2 separate regions of the Zea mays genome follow, and region 2 is linked to region 1. A link is a contact called in public Hi-C data. All regions are on one chromosome and are shown on one strand. The core of a region is the stretch at or near the end of the contact, and the rest is flanking DNA. Distances in the headings are between cores, read along the strand shown. Region 1 holds the start of LOC110485087. Region 2 has its middle 32 kb from the start of LOC103652174.

The links. Hi-C and Micro-C count contacts between places; a contact is called where the count stands out from the background.
Region 2: a contact with region 1 is called in a Hi-C map of tassel, with 3 times the contacts expected there. The contact joins the enhancer-like site here to the promoter of LOC110485087 in region 1. A contact is called at or near these places in 3 of 25 Hi-C or Micro-C datasets (leaf, tassel and an unstated tissue).

Annotation. Positions count from the first base shown.
Region 1 is chr3:128,496,091-128,498,869 of Zm-B73-REFERENCE-NAM-5.0, forward strand. LOC110485087 reads right to left here and starts at 1,428. Exons shown (of 2, transcript NM_001353000.1): 1 at 905-1,428; 2 at 1-224. The coding sequence starts at 1,344.
Region 2 is chr3:128,716,765-128,719,543 of Zm-B73-REFERENCE-NAM-5.0, forward strand. No RefSeq gene overlaps it. Among protein-coding and RNA genes, the nearest start is that of LOC103652174, 32 kb to the left of the region's middle. Within about 2 kb of position 1,352, at least 8 of the 20 cell types and tissues checked have an H3K27ac peak or open chromatin away from gene starts, as enhancers often do. A contact at or near this core is called in tassel, where this site is marked.

The DNA of each region.
Region 1 (2,779 bases), core at 178-2,677:
CGTGACCGATATGTTGGTGGTTACCTCCTCCGTGGGGATGCTCCACGGGGTTCATGGCCACACCACGGACCTTGGGCCAGCTGTTCCTCTTCACACGGTACTTGTGGTAGGCGTTGCCAGCCTTCAGCATCGGCTTCTCAGTCCTGCCACCACCGGCAACCTGCCCAATCATGGCACGGCAGCTGCTGGGGACAATTTTCTTGGCACCAGATGGCAGCTTGATCCTGTAAAAACAGAGCAAAATTAGGAACTATTGTTTGGGATAGATTATAATATATATATATAGACAACTACACTAGAACAATATTATCTTCTGCCACATTAGAACATCAATAGGCAGCAATATTAGGGCTGCTTTGGTAGACAGGAAAACAGAGGGGATCCATGGCTCCATTTCCCGTCCACCAAACCAACCCTTAAGAACTTGCAATATCTACATGGTATTCTACAATGGAGGTATTCTACAATATGTTCAGCTGTAAAAATGTAATATTAAGGCTGCCATCATCAGATGAGAAAAAAACTTACAATTTCATAAGTATAAACAATCGAGATGTGTAAAGCAGCACAATAATATCACAAAATATACGAACAAATCAACTTCAAATGCCTACAGAACTAAATATACCTCCATAACGCAAGAAACTTCCTAAACCTTTCCTATCGAAACAACTAGAATGTGGCAGATATGTCTACTATACTAGAGCACAATTCGAAGCGTTTTGTTCTAAAATTGTAAAAATACTAAATCTAAAGCCACAAGAACAGAGCTAAACTATTTTCAGAATGCTACATGAATCCTAACATATCAGATAGTGATACAAGTACTCATAGTCGAACTACCACATCAGGTCTCATCCTACGAATGAAATAGAGAAAGGAGGGATGCTGATGGTGTTAAGACCTCGAGGTTCCGTTGTCAGGGTTGTGGCTGATCACGATGGCGTAGTCCCCAGAGGCCCTGGCGAAGACACCGCGGTCACCAACGTGGTGCTCGACGTTGCAGACGACGGCACCCTCGGGGATCCCGCGGAGCGGCAGGACGTTGCCGATGGAGAGCGTGGCGCGGCGGCCGCAGTAAACGAACTGGCCGGTGTACATGCCCTCGGCGGCGACGAAGAGCTCCTTCTGGTGCTTGTACCTGAAGGGGTGGCGGAAGGTGACCTTGGCGAGCGGGGCGCCGCGTCCGGGGTCGTGGATCACGTCGGTGACTACGCCCTTGAGGTACCCGTTGCGCTCGCCGAAGTCGAGGGAGCGGAACCGGGCGGGGCCCTTGCGGTGGTGGGTGTGGGACTTGAACACGGATCCCGCACCCTTACGCTGCGCGCGGATCACGCGACCCATCTTGCCCGGCGGCGGGGAGGAAGCGGCGGCGGCGGCGGCGCGGCGGGAAGAGGGTGCGGAAGTGAGCGCGGTGCGGCTAGCGTTGGACGAGAGAGAAGAGAGAGCATTATATAGTGCGTCGTGAGGGTTTGGGGAGGGTTACCCTACGGCGGATGGTGGAGATGAGGTTCACGGCTGGTTTGAACCGTCCGATGAGTGATGGGACCGTCGTGTCAGTGTATTGGAATGAGCGAGAGACAGAGAGGCTGCGGGAGGAGAAGAGTGGGCTGGTTCTCATGGGCCATCTGGGTGAAGTTGGGCTCTTTAAGTGAGCAAAACAGCCCAAATCCAGTTCAGCGGTCATTCGTCCTGAGCGAACGCTCGTCTCACTTTCTCAGCATGGCTTGTGCCTTGTGATATCTCAGCCCGTTCTCCTTTCTCATTCCTGTACTGGCTAGCTGCAGAGCGCAGTACGCTGCCGTGCTTTTTTTTTCCTTTTTGTACTCTTCAGTTTTTTTTTAACGTTTTCTCTTCTTCTGATCTGATCTAGGATCTTATGTTCACAAATCTCAAGTGCGTATGTTTTTTCCACAAATCTGTTTACACGTAATTTATACTCACAAATCTTGCGTGCACAAATTTCTTTCACAAGTCTTGTGCGTATTTTTGTCATAATAAATCTTGTGTTTGTTTCACCATCTCGTGCATAATTTTATTCAGAGATGTTATGTTTCACAAATGCTATGTGCGTAAGTTTGTTTTGTGTATGTTACATTGCATGCTAATATTACAATCATTGAAAAAGAATAAGTTATCAAAATAAGGTAAATTTTCTTTTCAGCTATTTTTTCCGTCTAACTCCTAACTACGGGCTAGTTTGGGGACATCGTTTTTCCAAGGGATTCTAATTTTTCAAAGGGAAAATGAACTAATTTCCTATGGGAAAATTAAAATTCTATAGAAAAATGGGGTTTCCAAACTAGCCCTACCTTTATAAATGTAAAAGTTAGAATGGGCTGGTTCACACACATATATATAAACATGGGAGGCAGAGAATAAGATACTTTTCTCTTCTTCTCTCGTGTAGTCAATTCTTGGGAACCTTGGACATTTAAAGCCAGCAACATGATTTCAAAACTTGGGAAAACGATGACAGCTTGTTCTGATTTTAACACTTGGGAAAACAATGACAACTTGTTCTAATGTACATGTACTGGCTATTTTGATTTGCAACAGGTGCGCTCTAGGCTGGGAGGTTCTTTTTTGATTGGGAAAGCATTACGTGGCTGGGAGTAGAATTTGTTTTAGCTTTCTTTTTCACATTATGATTTGGTTGAAAACTACGTTCCCAAACACCTCTATGTATTGGATACTGTGGTATTTAAAACTGAGCTTATGTCATGGCTTTGAAATACCATGGTATTTGAAATACTGTGGTTTTGAAAAAATGCGCTCC
Region 2 (2,779 bases), core at 102-2,601, 220 kb after region 1:
TTTTTTTGTATGCAAACGTGGTGATGCATGCATGATATACTTATCCCCTAGCTTGTAACCGTATCAAATCTTTTATTCCTTACATTCATCCATCAACGACCGTCATGCATGCATTCATCCATATCCATAGTCAGGCTGGTGAAGGTTGAAACAGGTAGAGAGAACGAATTCAGAGAAGCAGCCAAAGACGATTATACGTATTAGTTTGCACTTGGTGGGGGTCTCGAGCAGCAATTGGGGTCGAACGTACACCATATCTTGTCGGCGCAGCAAAAGCAGACGGCGTCCTCACGGGCGCCGAGTACTGCCGGAGCTGCAAATTCAAAGCCAGCAGCGAACGTGAAAAAGAAGGGGAAAACAGTTTTCCATATAATATAGATAGAAGTATATTATTGAATGAAAGGTCCAAACTATATATACGCGTATACCTATCTAGAGTATCTATCAGCAGTATTAATTAATTATATAAACAAACAACAAAAAAAGACCCATTTTCAAATTGTTTGATAACAATTCTCAGTTGAACACAGGTTCCATTAATATATTAATACAGCAGCTAATTCTATTCCTCTAGATATTCTGTATAATCTATTTTCATTTTCATAACAGCCCATTTGCGCGCGTAGCAAAGTGAAGAAAATACTAGGTTCGGACGCGAGCAAATTAAGGGTCCATTCTGTTCCCTATCAAATCCATATGGATTGAAGCAAATTGAGGCCTTGTTCGTTTGTCTCAGATTGCACCGGGATCATTCCAGCTAATCAAAGTTTATATAAATTAGAGAAGCAATTCGGTTAGAAATCGTTTTGACCCACCAATTCAGTACAAACGAACAAGGCCTGAATAAGTTTAAATCAGTACCAAGTCAAAATCTTTCATAATTTTTTTTAATCTGTATCATCAGTCCATGAGGTTAATAACTAAACAAGATCTAAATTAAGTGGATTCGTGTGCACTCAGCAAATAGCTTTTTTGACAATTGCCCGAAAGAAAACAATCAGCAAATTATTTGACACTCGATAAAAAGCTTATTTGTCGAGTGTCTAAAAAAATACTCGACAGATTATTTAGCACTCGACAACACTCGATAAAGAGCTGAATTCCGATAGTGGCGTACCGTGGGTAGCCATGAAAAGAAGCATTGCCATAGCCCAGATGAGGAAGAGCGCGAGCATCGCCCTCCTGCCGGCCGCCATGTCGTCGTCGTACTCTCGGAACGCCGTCCGGCAGGTCTGAGCGTGCGCGCCTGACTGAGCTATGGATATGATCTGCATGCGCCTGATATATACTATATATACACAGGCAGCCAATTAATACCGTACCATGGACAAGGTACGCTTGCTTGGTAGAACCAATGCGAGCCAGGGGGGCAGAGCTTCCTCGAAAGATCCCCGGACGCGCCGTACCAAGACAGCCGTGGTCGATCGCTTCATTGCATTATTTGGCTTTTGCTGTCGTCCCGCCCGGGCACACACCCATGCATGGGAGGTAGATACAAGAGTCAAATATATATCCACTAGATCAAGGGACGCCCTTCTGGCGCCCTATCCAGCTTAAAAGGAACCTGTAGAGCAGAAGAATTTTGTTTCATTTCCAAAATACTGGAACTGCATTTCTTTCTTCGAATTTGACCTCTGTCCGAGATGTAAAATGTGGTAATATACCATGCCAACAAGCTGTTTTGGAATACGAATAGAGGCTGGTTGCTTATGGGATTCTTGCCTGTAGTAAGGTTACATGGGCACAAGGGATGAGGAGACTCGGAGATTTTTTAGCGCTCTTCGGTCCTAATACGGCTTTGCCCACGATCTGCTAGGAAAAAGGCACGGTTCAGTGAATCAATAGGTCCCACTGTTGACAGCACCTTGAAGGGCCCAAAGAAACGGAAGGCCAGCTTCTGGTTACCACGATGGGCGAGCGAAGACTGAACATAAGGTTGAAGCCGGACATAGACCATATCACCAATTTGAAAGGAACGCTCAGACCTCTTCTTATCAGCCTGCACCTTCATGCGAAGTTGGGCACGAGCCAAATGCTGTTTGACTAAATCCATCATGACTTTCTTCTCCTCGATCCATTCCTGCAGTGAGGAAATCGGACAGACAGCAGAAGACTCTACTCCAAAGTGACGAGGAGCGTAACCATACAAGACCTCAAAGGGAGAAAAACCCAATGCTGAGTGCCAACTGAAATTATACCAAAACTCAGCTAAATAGAGCCAATCCACCCATTTGCTGGGGCAAGCATTCACAAAGCACCTCAAATATGTTTCCATGCACTGATTCACACGTTCAGTTTGCCCGTCTGATTGTGGATGATACGCAGAACTCATGTTGAGAGAAACCCCTGCCAATGAAAAGAGTGTCTTCCACAACTGACTCGTGAAAATACGATCCCTGTCAGATATAATCGCCGTAGGCAAACCATGCAACTTGTAAATGTTCTGCATGAAGACATGAGCAACTGATGCTGCTGTGAATGGATGTCGCAAGGGAATAAAGTGGCTAAACTTGGAAAATTTATCCACCACCACTAAGACACAATTCTTGCCATGAGACAGAGGAAGGCCTTCCACAAAATCAAGGCTCACTGTCCGCCAGGCGCCGTCGGGTATAGCCAAAGGCTGGAGCAGTCCTGGGTACCTGCTCCTGTCGGGCTTGGCCTGTAAACAAATAGAGCATGCCGAAACAAAGTCTTGTACACTCTTCTTGAGACCTGACCAGGCAAAGAGCTGCTTGATGCGCCTGTAAGTGACTGGAATACCAGAATGACCACCGAG